4 separate regions of the Sus scrofa genome follow, and all the other regions are linked to region 3. Evidence: chromatin contacts called from public Hi-C data. All regions are on one chromosome and are shown on one strand. The core of a region is the stretch at or near the end of the contact, and the rest is flanking DNA. Distances in the headings are between cores, read along the strand shown. Region 1 overlaps LOC106506421 (a long non-coding RNA gene). Region 2 holds the start of ACKR3 (atypical chemokine receptor 3). Region 3 has its middle 23 kb from the start of COPS8. Region 4 has its middle 23 kb from the start of ACKR3.

Evidence for each region. A called contact is a pair of places that touch in the nucleus more often than the background predicts.
Region 1: a contact with region 3 is called in a Hi-C map of embryonic fibroblasts, with 2.3 times the contacts expected there. The contact joins two enhancer-like sites. A contact is called at or near these places in 2 of 47 Hi-C or Micro-C datasets (embryonic fibroblasts and mesenchymal stem cells).
Region 2: a Hi-C map of embryonic fibroblasts shows a contact between it and region 3, with 2.7 times the contacts expected there. The contact joins the promoter of ACKR3 here to the enhancer-like site in region 3. A contact is called at or near these places in 4 of 5 promoter capture datasets (fetal liver, fetal skeletal muscle, liver and 1 more), 10 of 47 Hi-C or Micro-C datasets (adipocytes, alveolar macrophages, embryonic fibroblasts and 7 more) and 1 of 2 datasets of contacts at active chromatin or transcription factors (skeletal muscle).
Region 4: a contact with region 3 is called in a Hi-C map of embryonic fibroblasts, with 5 times the contacts expected there. The contact joins two enhancer-like sites. A contact is called at or near these places in 4 of 47 Hi-C or Micro-C datasets (adipocytes, embryonic fibroblasts and fibroblasts).

The regions. Positions count from the first base shown.
Region 1 is chr15:136,479,024-136,482,524 of Sscrofa11.1, forward strand. It overlaps LOC106506421 (a long non-coding RNA gene), which reads left to right. Exons shown (of 5, transcript XR_001301695.2): 5 at 1-160. Among named protein-coding and RNA genes, the nearest start is that of ACKR3, 110 kb to the left of the region's middle. Within about 2 kb of position 1,773, at least 9 of the 83 cell types and tissues checked have an H3K27ac peak or open chromatin away from gene starts, as enhancers often do. A contact at or near this core is called in embryonic fibroblasts, where this site is marked.
Region 2 is chr15:136,368,962-136,372,108 of Sscrofa11.1, forward strand. ACKR3 (atypical chemokine receptor 3) reads left to right here and starts at 1,496. Exons shown (of 2, transcript XM_003133759.4): 1 at 1,496-1,651.
Region 3 is chr15:136,803,482-136,806,716 of Sscrofa11.1, forward strand. No RefSeq gene overlaps it. Among named protein-coding and RNA genes, the nearest start is that of COPS8, 23 kb to the right of the region's middle. Within about 2 kb of position 1,505, at least 11 of the 83 cell types and tissues checked have an H3K27ac peak or open chromatin away from gene starts, as enhancers often do. A contact at or near this core is called in embryonic fibroblasts, epiblast stem cells and retroperitoneal adipose tissue, where this site is marked.
Region 4 is chr15:136,391,521-136,395,048 of Sscrofa11.1, forward strand. No RefSeq gene overlaps it. Among named protein-coding and RNA genes, the nearest start is that of ACKR3, 23 kb to the left of the region's middle. Within about 2 kb of position 1,446, at least 27 of the 83 cell types and tissues checked have an H3K27ac peak or open chromatin away from gene starts, as enhancers often do. A contact at or near this core is called in embryonic fibroblasts, where this site is marked.

The DNA.
Region 1 (3,501 bases), core at 523-3,022, 320 kb before region 3:
AAAAGCGACTTGAGAATATCAGCGACAGGAAAAACCAGGAGAAAGAGGGCTTTTATGCTGTTTCCCTTCTAAAGCCTGCAGACTCTGTTATTTTGGGTTCTCTTATTATCTGGTTTTGATTTACTAGACTTGAGTACGAATAAAGATGGTGTGGATCCTTTTTGGAAGGGTGTTTTATTCTAGTTTCCATGAACTTGGAAAAAAAAATGAATACAGAGACACCTTGATCTGCCAATTTTGGGGAAGCCAGCGCCTATAAAAGTAAGTTGGCCTTACTTCAAAAAGAAAACAAAGCAGCTTCATAAATCCTGGCGCTCCAGGCTGGTGCTTGTCATTGAAGGAACCGCTCTGCTCCCTATAAGCCACGCAGCGTTCCAGAAGGCCCTGCTCAGCTCGGATTCCAGCTCCCATCGCCCTGGGAGGGGAGTGGGGTTTATCACCCATCTTGATCTTGCATAGGAGCAAATTAAGGCAGAGCGCCCCGCAGAAGGTCACGCTGGCCGTGAGTGGCAGCCGAGGGAGGGACCTGTCAGAGTGTTTATCTCCAAAAAAGCCTCTTTGCAACTCTCAGAGACAAAGCGGTAAGCCAGCGTACCACGCGCCCCGTACCTGGTCTCCAGTTCCTGCATCTTTCTCCTAATTTGAATCCTGCCCCTTTCGCGCACCCAAGAGCCTGCCTCTCTGGGGCCTTTCTCCACGTGAGAATGGAACGATGGTTCTGCCCTGCTCTCCCTTCCTGCTGTGGGCCATGATCTGACGACTCATTCCCCCCACCCTCGCAGGGAGGTGAGGGGCAAGGATCCGGGGGTTCGGGGATAGCAGGTGTTTGGACTCCAGGTCTTTCCCTGAAGAGGTTGAGCTCCTTTTGCTTCCTCCTCCATAACGTGGAATCACAGTGTCTGCCTCTGAGGATTTCTGTAAGGATTCAATGAGAAACGTCTGTAGGTTTGGCATGGTGACTGGCACATGGAAGAAATTCAATTTTTAATAGACATTAATAACAATAATAGTAGATTAATAATATTTGTGTACTTCAGTCAATATTGTGCCTCAACCAGAATCTGTGCTTTGAGCCTTCCTCCTCTACTGGAATTAAAAGACCTTCTGCATGTGACCTGCGGGCAGCAGCAAGGGGCCTGCCTCTTTGTCACTCCATGAATAAGGCCAGTTCCATGGTGATAGGCTAGGGCTGCCTGCCCAGTCACCGACCTGGCATGGCGCTGATGCAATAGACGCTGGACGGTAGGCTGTTCTGGTACATTCCAGCTGAACAAGTAGCCTGGGTCCAGCCCAGGTGTCAATCTGGTGGACAGCCCCCTGTGTGCCCCTGGGGGCAGCCCACCTCTCTGTGCCTCTTGTAAGATGGAAGTACCAGAAGCCTGCTTGCCTTGGGGGTGGGAAACCTAGTTCCAGAAGCTTCTAGGGGTAGAAGTTCCTAAATTCCTGAATGTATAAATCACTTATAATACCAGCCTCAGATGCTCAAGACGGAAGTTCCCTCCATTGACAGTCTCTGCCGAGGGAATGCCCCTGGAGAGCCTGGCCTGCCTCCTCTGCCCTCTGCACAGGAGGAGCCGACCTCCCCTGGGGCTCCACTCAGACGACCAGCCAGCCTCCTACTTACCACAGCTCCTCCCGCCTTGCTCATGCTCTGAACTCACCCCAGACCAACCCTCCAGGCCTGGAATTCCCTGCGTGTGGATGTCTCGGCATCTGCCTCCTCCTTCCTGCTCCGAACAAGTCCAGGGACAGTGAGCATTTGCTGTGACTTCCTACCCAGGGGCCCCAGGCCACCATCCCCTGAGTGGCTCCAGCCAGAGGCCTCTCAGAACCTGCGATTCCCTCTGCCCCTCCCAGCTGGGCCCACCCCTGGATGGCACTTGCATCCTTCCCCCTGCCCCCTCCTGCCCCACCCCGACTCACCACGTCCTGCTCCACAAAAATCCTGTTATCCCCTTCCTTGAAGCCCTCTAAACCTCAACAATGCATTTAGGAAAAAAGTCCCAACTTCTCACCGTGGCTAATCTCTGCCCCATCTGGTCTATCCCCCTTTTTGAGCACCCCGTGGGTCCCTCTCCCATCCCTTCTGTGTTTCTTTTAATCATTCATCACATCAAACTCTTTCCTGCCCCAGGACCTTTGCACTTGTGGCTGGTGCTGTACCTGTATGCTTTCTCCCCCTCTATCAGCAGGGCACACCCCTTATCCCCCCTCCTCAGCATGAATGTCACCCTCTGGCAGTGGCTGGTCAGCCAGCTTCGGCCAGGTGCTCTGCCCCTCGTTTTCCACTTCGGCGCTCGTCTTTCCAGCAGATTTGGTCGTGGCCTCTCCAGTGACAGTGCAGGGGCCACGAGAGCAGGGCTGACCCTTCCTACTCACGGCGCGTCCCTGGCCTGCCCAGCGCCTGGCACTCACCTCTGTGGCCACACTCTGTGCTTTGCGGCCCCTTGCTCTAGACAGACCAGGTCTTACCACCTGACCCCCAAAGCCAGCATCATCTCCTCTCTCAGCTAAGTTCCCCCTTTTTTTATTTTATTTTATTTTATTTTATTTTATTTTCCCACTGTACAGCAAGGGGGTCAGGTTATCCTTAGATGTATACATTGCAGTTACAGTTTTTTCCCCCACCCTTTCTTCTGTTGCAACATGAGTATCTAGACATAGTTCTCAATGCTATTCAGCAGGATCTCCTTGTAAATCTATTCTAGGTTGTGTCTGATAAGCCCAAGCTCCCGATCCCTCCCACTCCCTCCCCCTTAAGTTCCCCTTTTATAATTATTTCCAAAACTGTGGGCAAAGCGGTGGTCAGGCTGAGGCTGAAACACACGGGTCCTGTGGAAGCAGGCCTCACTTTCACTCCTCATTTCTGAGTATATGTGTGTGTGTGTCTGTGTGTTCATGTGTCACTGTGAGTATGTGTGCCTGTGTCTATATGAGTGTGTGTTTGTATGTGCCTTTGTCTATGTGTGTGTGTCTGTGTATCTGTGTGAGCCTCTGAGTGTGTGTGTGTGTGTCTGTGTGAGCCTGAGTACATGTGTGTCTGTGTGTGCAAGCACGTGCACACACTCTCAGCTTAGCTTAGTACAGGGCATCCTGTTTGGCTGATCCACAGAGAACCAGAGCCTCCTGCCTGGCCCTCAGGTCAGCTGGGGCCATAACGCTGGGCCTGCAGGTGGGGGACACCAGAACCCCGAGGTGTGAGCCTCGGGCGTCTGCTGACCTTCCGGGGGCCCCTCTGCAGCTCTGGCTCCACGTGGCCTGAACCCGCTGTGGAAGCCTCTCCCCTCCCTCCAGGCTCAGATGGGAAACTGTGTCCAGATGGGAAGTGGAGAAGGGGGGCCTTTGTGGTCCCTGGGGCTTCTCTGGGTGTGTGGGGCTTGTCAGCACTTGGCCAGGGGCCCGGGCGACCGGGGTGAGCTCACCAGGAGCTGACGGTCGAGGGGCGGTGCTGGAGCTGGAAGTCAGGGCGGAGAGTGGGATCAGGTGGAGGCTGGGTCCGAG
Region 2 (3,147 bases), core at 246-2,745, 430 kb before region 3:
GGGTCACCCGCGGGTGGCAAACGGGGCCAAGAAAGGAGCTGGTCTTAGAGCCTCCTTACATTTGAGCAGAAGCTTACAGCGCCTTTCACTCTGGGAGCTCGAAAATGGAGCTTTGGGTACCCAGGCGACAGGAAGAAGATTCGTGCCAGTTCTTAAGGACAGCGACCCTGTCGGCAGGGACAGGATGCGCAGACGCCCACGGAGGGCGTCCGGGCGCAGGGGTGCGCTTAGCTCCCATCCTGCGGTGATTCCATTGAGCTCCCTGAAGTTTCATCTAAGCAAAACCTTTCTTTTGTGAAGCGCTTTCGCCACACCAGGCCTTCTGGCTGCTGGGGAGTTTGACCTTCCAATCCTCCAGACTCAGCATTTGGCCGTCTGCTGGTATTTTTCGTGGAAGTGTAATAAGAACCGCAACACGTTTCAGCCGCGGAGAGCGTGGGAGCAGCCCGCCTGCCGGGGCTGCCAGCCCACTAGTGACTTGAGCCATGGAACTAACTCCGCGAGAAGCAGAAAGCAGAACAAAAGCCACACCACCGCACATGACTCTGGGGGAAGAGCTCAGCAAGGACGTTGTAAAAGTGAAAGTTTAGGTCGCCCTTTTAGGGTGGATTATTTATCTAGGGCCCAGGCGGTGAATGTCATATGAAACAGTTTTTTTTTTTTTTTAGGTCAGGTTCTTCCATGGACAGAACTTTAGAGAAGAACATAGATTTCAATAATAATTAGAACTTCTAGATAAGAAGGTAGGTTTCAGTAAAAATAATAATAAAGGTGTTAATCTCACCTCCGAAAAAGACATTATCAGAAGACCCCTGTGATACTTCCATTGTGTGCCTGGCGCGGGGTCGGGGCTTCCGAACATCAGTTTCATTAGATTTGCAAGGCCGTTGGACCTAAAGTCCTTCACAAATGAAAGATTTAAATAAAATCAATCCCAAAGACTCTTTCCCCCACTTTGGGGGTACAGGATGTGGTATTCATTCATTTCTCAGAACAAAAACTGTTAATTCTGTTTTGGAGAAATTAACAAAACCCAGGTTTAATAAAGCAACACCAAAGTTCAGAAGTTCAGAGCAATTTGTCTTGGGAACAAAGTCTTCCCCTGAAGCTGAGAGGCATTCAAAGGAATTCTTGGTGCTAATGGGATTATTCAAGAGATACCTGCTCCCAGATAAATATTTGATGATTTTGCAAAGCACTAGGGTTTCTTTGCCATTCTTTTTTTTTTTTTTTTTTTTTTCTGCTGCTGACACATTTCCCCCCTGGGGTCTGGACCTTGTAGCTTCATTAGACTTTGCAAATGAACGTGGCTGGGGTTTCCCAAGAGTGTGCTTGCGTGGGAGAGCTCTGCCAGAAAGGACAGATGGGGGTTTGCAGGAGGCGTGTGTGCGCACGCGTGTGCAAGTGTGTGCGTGCATGCGAGCATGTGTGTGTGCGTGCGCGCCTGTGTGTGTGCACCGAGAGGGGGGTGGCTGAGGGAGGGAGGGAGGAGATGTGGGTTACAAAGCTGCCATCTAGAGGCCGCCTCCCTGCAGTGTATATAACGCAAGTCTGCAGCCCAACAGCTCGCACTTCCTCCAAACTGCTCAGCTCTAAGGCAGTGATCGCAGGGAGCTGGGAAGGGGAGCCCTACGCCGAGCCCAGCCGGGAGGTAAGGAGACTGAGCTGGGTCGGCAGCCCTGCTTAGAAAGGGAGGGAGGACGACGGGCAGGGCTTCTGCTCTTAAGCTAAGCGCTCTTTTTCAGGGGTCTCGTTTATTCGTAGTGGTGATGGGTGCTTGGGAGTCTGCAGGTCTGGTTTCTGAAAGCAGGGGCTGCAAGCTGCATGGCTGCATTGCAAAGTGCGGCTGCTAATGTGCGGCTTCGCCTTGGCTGCAGAGAGGAAAAAGGGCAGTTTTCTGAAGTGGAAGCCCCCCCCCCGCCCCCCACCCGGTGTATTTGTTGAATTCAGGAATTGGGGATTTGTTTGCTGCCGTGGGTATTTAAGCTCCTGCCGGCAGATCACTTCACAAGAACGCAGACGGTCCATTCAGCTTGCTCAAAGTTGGCAAGGGGGTCAGCTTGGCACCGCTGCTTACCTGTTTCACTCCTGGTGTATCAATGGGGAAGCAGAATTGGCAGTGAGTGTGTGATTCCAGAAAGACGGACCCTTTATGAAGAGGCATCTTCTTCAACGAAGAAGAAAACGGTGCCGAGAATCTTTGCGGGCTCAGGATGTGTTTGAATTCAGTGCTTTGGAGGGATTACCAGAGCCTGTAAATCCGGAAGCTATAAGGGTGAATGTTAAATACAGCTTGGCCCGTTTGTCTCCTGACTGCATCCTTCCTCGTCTAATTTGTGTATTTATTATTCTCTCAGAAGGTGTTAAGTCCAGCTTCATGTGGGGAAAAAAAGGCACATGCACAAGTCTAGGATGTTGCAATGGAATGATACACTTGAAATAAAACAGGACTTTTGTTCAGTTTTTGTGCATGGAGATTCAGGCAGTAACTGCGGGGAAAGCCTTTGGAGTGAGGTCAGGCAGGGGTGGTTATAGCCAAGACCTGCAAGTTACAGGCAGAATGAGAAGTGGTAAAAGTCAGACTGCCCGGCTCCCTTGCCCTCTCTTTCTTTCTTTCTCTTTCTTCCTTTCTTTCTTTCTCTTTCTTCCTTTCTGTCTCTCTTTTTCTTTCTTCTTTCTTTCCTTCTCTCTTTTCTTTCTTTCTTTCTTTCCTTCTCTCTTTTCTTTCTTTCTTTCTTTCTTTCTTTCTTTCTTTCTTTCCTTCCTTCCTTCCTTCCTTCCTTCCTTCTTTCTTTCTTCCTTTCTTTCTCTCTTTCCTTCTTTCTCTCTTTCTCTTTCCTTCCTTCCTTCCTTTTTTCCTTCCTTCCTTTCTTTCTTTTCTTGTCTCTCTTTCTTGCTTTCCTTTCACTTCACTTGCTCACCCCAGGATAATTACATTTCCCAGAAGAAGGAGAAGCCCCCTGAAATGGTTTATAGCCCTTTGAAGGTATTCGATGCCTTGACACCCCCTGAAACTTGGCCCTGCAAAGTCTCAATGTGGCAACTTTTTCCTTTCCTTTTAAAGGCGCAGAGGCTGCCTTTGTGTCCCTTTATTTATTCCAGGGAAAAGAGGAGATCGAATAGGCTTGCCTCAAACGGCAAGTGGAG
Region 3 (3,235 bases), core at 255-2,754:
AGTAATGTATATTTTTTCCTTTTTTACCTTTTCACAGCCACAACTACAGCATATGGAAATTTCCCAGCCAGGGCTGAAATCTGAGCTGCAGCTGGAGCCTACACTACAGCCACAGCACCACTGGATCCAAGTTGCATCTGTGACCTATGCCCCACAGCTGATGGCAACGGCCAATCCTTAACCCACTGAGCGAGGCCAGGAATCGAACCTGCATCCTTACAGAGACAATGTCAGGTCCTCAACCTGCTGTGCCTGTTTTGTTTTTTTGTTTTTTTTTCCCTATGGCTACTAGAAAACATAAAATTCCATGTGTGGCTGACATTGTATTTCTACTGAATGCAATCCTCTAAGTGTCTGTATAGCCATAGAGCCTACATCACTATTCACGTAAATGTATACACCTGAGCCTTTGTTCCCCGGAATTAACTAGAACAGTCAGGTGCACAGAGGAGAAAGGAAGACACACTCCCTCTCCCTGGGAACATTAAGAGGAAGAATCGCATTTTCTTCCCAAGCACTGTTTTGTTTCTTTCACTGTTAAAATCTTCCGTACCAGGGAGTAAAGTAGAGATGTTGCGAGGATAATGCAAATTATCGTTAGCAAAGATGCCCTTGTTCACGTGACGATGCCAAGGAGCTAGAGCATGGGTTGACGTCCAGATGCTTTCCCTTGAAGATGCCCAGGGACCAGTCACCCCTCCTGAAAGGGCAGGATGCAGCCTGGAGGTGACAGGCGATTGGAAAACTCAGAAGGGAACGTGGGGATAAGAAGAGTAGAGGAGCACAGGCCAGAGCGACACCCAGACGATGGCCGGGCCTATGGACAGGCTGCATATGGAGGGAGTGGTGGGGGCATCATAGCTCAGTGCTGTGACTCACTGTCCCGACCCCGTGAGCTTGCCAGACTGTGTGTCTGTAAATTATTGTCGTTCTAGTAGTGAGTATATATAATCAGCTGAGAAATGTTCTTAAAAATCTATCTCTAGCCCCTAAAATAGGAATTTAATTGATGTCTCACCCCAGTCTTAGCCAGAAGACAGGCGCCCAACAATATTAAGTAATGTTGAAGAATAAACCCAGGGAGGAGTTCCCACTGGGGTGCAATGGGATCTGCGGTGTCTCTGGAGCACTGGGACTCAGGTTCAATCCCCAGACCGGGGCAGTGGATTAAGGACCCTGCGTTGTGCAGCTGGAGCATAAGTCACAACTGCGGCTTGGATCTGATCCCTGGCCTGGGAGCTCCAAATGCTGCACAAAAAAGAAAAGAAGAAATACAAAGAAAAATAAATCCAGATAGCTGGAGTCTCACAGTTATTTATGGAGGTGATCTTCTAACTACCTGATTTTCCTTTTTCAGAAGTAATGACAGCAGCTGGAATATGTAAGGTTCATGGACTACAGAGAGATCAAAAGACTGGTCAAAGGAAGGCCAGTCTCCGACTAAGCCATGCTAGGTCATCTTAGGAAGCAGCAAAATCATACCGAGAAACGGATTTTTACTCTATGAGTCAGGGTGCAGGAGGCTGGCTGCAGTGGCCTGGGATGACATGAGGGTGGTCAGCCAAGGCTTGCCTTGCCAAGTTTCCCCTACGGCCAGAAAAGAAAGGGCCCAGAACCTTAAGAGATGAAATAATTTATTTTCTAAGAACCTAGATAACTGGCAAGGAGATCATATTAGAACCCCAAAGAGTCGTTAACAGATTAGGGTCTTTGTTTATAGAACCTCGCCGTGTCACGTGACCGGAGAGGAATTTAGTCGGTGGGGCTGCATTCCTGAGGCGGCTTAGGCCTGGGTCTCATGGCTCCGCAGACACCTCTTAATTAACCGCACCGGCAGGGAGGTCAGAGGCATCTGTGTTGAGCTGGACTGGAACCAGGGAGAACCTGCGTGCCTTCTGGGCTGGGTGGGCTGTAGAGGGAGGGTCTGCTGGGGACTGGGCAGGCAGGAGGAGCAGACACCACCGGCGTGGCTGAAGGCGCACCCCGGCAGGCTCCAGGGGAGGTCACAGGAAGCCTGGTCCAGCCCCTGCCAGGAGGGCCCTGGTGACGGCTGTCAGCGCAGGCACGCAGGCATGCTTCTTGGTCTGCACCAATTTTAGTTCCATTCCTGGAAGATGTCAAATCGGTGGGCACTCGCAGCTCTGCCAGAGTCGCTGGCCTGGGGGGGCGGGCTAGGTGACGGCGGGGCCTATAGGCGGGGCGGGGCCCAGTCCCCAGGTGAGGGCGCACTGCCAGGTGAGGTTCCCTTATCAACTTGATCCCAGGGGATGCTGCAGCCATAAGGAGGCGGCCCAAAGCCACCCCGTGGCCCCAGGAGAGCGACCCTACTGCATCACAGGTGAAAACCAGCTATTTTGACAGATAGGAAACCCTTACCTCTTAGTTGGTGTTCTTGAAACTATTTTTAAAGTACCAAATGCAGCATGTTTATTTTTTAAAAAGAAATAAAAACTAAAAATCATCTATAATCCCATCAAGCAGGGATAACTAGTAATATTTTTATAAAGCATGTTTTTATAGTGTGAATTCACTGGGTTTTGTCTATTTTTTATTATAGTTGATTTACAATATTGTGCCAATTTCTCCTGTACAGCAAAGTGCGTGTGTGTGTGTGTGTGTATACACATACTTGCGATGGTGAGAGGAAGAAATGGGAATTTCTGTAAAGGGAATTCTTGCAGTGACATCTGCTAAAATCAGGATATATGTATTTTGATGGGACTATATACCTATAATTTTTTGTTGTTGTTTAGTTTTTTTAGGGCCATGCCATCATCCCCCATCACACTGCTTTTTTAATAGGAAGCTTTTAGCATGACTTAAGCACAGATCCGCTCTGCCATGAGACTCTGGCCTCCCCTTCATAGGTCCTCAGCATCCTGGTTTGAGGGAATTCACTGTTTTAATCCTGGTTTTTGTTTCAAAACATTATTCAATGCCATTGGGCATTTTTCAGTATTGTCTATTTAACAAATGCATGATGCTCATTTTCTGATACATGTAAATTCATCTCTCCATGGTTGGGGGTTGAAGCAGACCTCACATTAAATTATAGGTATAGGAGTTCCCATCGTGGCTCAGCGATTAACGAACCAGACTAGTGTCCATGAGGATGTGGGTTCAATCCCTGGTCTTGCTCAATGGGTTAAGGATCCAGCATTGCTGTGAGCTGTGGTGTAGGTTGCAGACATGGCTCAGATCCTGCATCCCTGTGGCTGTGGTGTAGGCTGGCAGC
Region 4 (3,528 bases), core at 196-2,695, 410 kb before region 3:
ACTGAGCGAGGCCAGGGATGGAACCTGCATCCTCAAGGACACTAGCTGGATTCGTTTCTGCTGCACCACAGTGGGATTCCTGCACTTGGTTCTTGCAAACGGGTCTGGGCTGGCAGTAGCCCAGCACCCCACTGGGCCACGCCCACCCTGTCCTTGGTACCTGGGGGCTCAAATTTCTTAGGCTTTTTGGAATTTATGGAAAAAATAGGCTTGTTTGTTACTGATCTCTCCCTCTGCAGGCCCTCTGATTTCTTTACAGTTTGGGAAACGGAAAGTAAATGATGAGTGAGTAATAAGAGTGAATGCGTTTTGATACACATGTGTATACCATAGGCACGTGGGTATTTCTATTTCTTTTTACTTGTCCTCGTAGTAAGGTTTGGGGAACACGTGCCAGATATTCCTTGTTATAATGTATGATTCTGAAATGCAAAACCTTCCCTGCTCACATTTCTTCTGATTGGACCCTGACTGAGACGGGGTGCTCTGGGCTGAGTCACCGCAGTCCACCTGCAGTGTCACACGGGAAGTTCAAGTTCAAGCTGTCTTTGGGGTTTGTCTTCCCTCACCATCTGTAGCCACCCCCATCAGGGCCGTCACCTCAATTCAAACATTTTCTGGGTTCCGTCTGTCGCCTGGTCCCTTACTTGATCTCTGTCCATCCAGCTCACACTTCACACAAATGTCAGAGTCCTTCTTCCAAATGTCCTGCACCTCCAGGGACCCCTGCTCCCCAGCTTCTGGACCTCCTGGGCCAGGGAATGGGCCCAGAGGGAGGGTGGGCGGAGGGGAGGACAGGCTGTCCCTTCCTCCCTCACTCTGCTCTGGTCAGTGTCTCCAACCTCGGCTACATCATCTCTGCGATCCTGATTCCCCTGGAGGTGCCCGGTCACAGCCCCTCCTCCCAGGGAGCCTTGGCCTTGGCTCGAGGAACCCACCTCCACCCCGTCCCCCTCCTCAGACCACCATGCCAATCTCCGGGCGGCCTCCAGTTCCTCTAATGGCTCTTCAGCACCTTTGGTGACATTTACCAAGACCCATGTACCACCTTTTCTCTACTCAACCCAAGGCCAGGGGCTCCTTGTTCCTGGCCGGACTGTGAACCAAGGAGTCCTTTCCTTGAACTTGACAAAGTCTCCCACCAAGGACATTCGATTCCCACCCATCACTCCCACGCCCTTGCACTTGATAGTTTTCTTTTCTGCATTTTAGTAAATGCCAATACTTGTCACTTGCATGGGTGGAACTCTGCCGTATGTCTGATGCTGCCCAGGGAGACTCCTGAGACCAAAATAGCTCCTCTCTAGCGCTCCGGGGTTAACCTCCTGCCCGATGGTGACCGGAGGACATGGTATTCACAGAAGGTACCAGTTCTGTAGGGCGGCCACTGGCAAGCAGGCTGGAGAAGGAAACACAGCCCAGAGGCTAAGGAGGGTGGGTGACTCACGGGTGTGGAATTCCATCGGTCAGGCCACAGTGGTCAGTGAGTAATTAGGTGTGGTCACTGGTAGCCTGCCTGGAGGGTGACTTAATCAATCTGTCATTTCTGGGCTGCTCAGGCTCAGTTATGGTGGGGACACTGCCCATTTATCTTCCCGGTTTGAGTCCCTGTTGGGTGAAACAAATCATGAGGAGGTCAGCCTCGTCATCGCCCTTTTTGGGACCAAACCCCAAGGCCCCAGGCTCTTGGCTGGCAGATTACAGACTCTGCCTCTCAGAGGCCAGGCTCTGGGGTTCAGGCCAGCACTTGTTTTGCCGAGAAGAAAGAGACACAACCAGGGCAAGTGTCTTGGTTGAGGTTTGAAGGCTTGTCCTTGGGGAAGCGGATTGCAGCCCAGTTAAGGGGCAGGCAGCGTTGGCTGGCTCTGCCGACACAGGATCTAGCATGAGCGTGGGGGTGTGAAGGGAAGGCTAGCACTCAGTGTCCCAGCAGCCTCTCTCCAGGGGTGCCCAGCCCAGCCAGAGCCCCTATGCTCCCTGAGAAAAGGGGGTTCTGTAGTCACACAGGCTTGGGAAGAGCCACCTTGCAAGGTGGGAAGGGCACCTGCATCCTGGCATATCCAAAGCTTGGGCCCTGGAGCTGGTTTCACCTGCAGGTCTCACATGCAACGCAGCAGGGTTTCTAGCCCTGCAACAAGGAGACTCCCTGGGAAGATCTGAAACAAAAACAACTCCTGGGGTCCACCCATGGGTGCTTTGGTTTAGGAATTCCAGGGTGGACCCCACCCTCCACACTTCTTAACACCTCCCAGGTCCTTCTGATGACCAGCAGGTTATACGACCAGAGAAGCATTTTAGTGGCTTCAGAGCCCATCCAATTTTTCTTTGTCTCATTTTAAGTCTCAGCATCCCCGAGGCAGAGAGGAGAGGTCAGGGGTGGTGTGAGGCTGTCTAAGACCCAATCTGAGAGTGAACATCTTGCAAAACACTGTCTCAGGAGAGACTCAGATGGAGCACATCATGTCTTTCAAGGGCCAGAGAGAAAGCCCTTGGCTGCTGGGAAAGTAACTTGACCTGAGTGGCTTGCACTGGGATTGTGAGATTGCACCAAAATTAGGAGACGGTGCTGAGACTGAACCGCTAAGTCAGTCACTCTCCCTTTGGGAAGCAGGGGGAGAAGACCGTCTCCTCCAGAAATGTTTACGCATCCCCGGCTCGCACAATAGCCAGGCAAGGGCTTCCAGGGCATCTCTACCCACCCTGGGAAATGCGTTCCCATCAGCTAGAAAGATCAAGTTGGAGGAGACATCCGAGAAGTGCATGGACCCCTTTAGAACCACTTCAGAAGGAGCCTGAGGTCACGGATTAGGGCCAATCCATGTGTACCTCTAGTAATGGCGGGGGTGGGGTGGGCAGAGGAAATTAGACCTCTACCCACGTCCCCTAAGGTGAAAGTGATCAGCCAGAGGAAGTGTGTGGGGCCAGTGGGCTTGGCCACCTCAAATCTCACGCTGAAACCATCCTGCATGAGACAAAGGATCTGCAAAAACAGGGCTGTCCTACTCTCATGGAACTGAGTCTCACCTAGTGGATGATTACAGTAGAACAGGAGCAATAGCACCTGGCTGGGTGGGCTTCGTGAGGAGTGGGCAACGGGCCGGGCAGGACTCTGTGGCTCTGATGGACCTCACGTGGTTAAGCATGGCTGCACAAAAGAATCTGAAAGTCAGCCAAACAAGTCATGTTTAATAAGTGACCATATCTCAGCCTGAAATTAAGTTCAGGGCTGTTAAAATGCAAGAAAATCTTGCTTAGCTCACCAAAGGCTTCCTTGTGTAGAGATCAGGAGTTCATTAATGATACTTTGCATCTATGAATTATTTTACTTCCCTGCCCCCACTATCACGGTGCCTCAGGGGTTTTAATTAGCAGACAACCCAGAAAGGGGTGTGGGTGGCAACTCAGGGAGAAGGGGAAACAAACAGCATGAGAACCGTGCCAAGAACTAGGGCTTTGGGGTCTAGCAGGTCTGGGTTTTACCCTCCATTAGTCACTGTGTGACTCTGGGAACGTTACACAACATCTCAG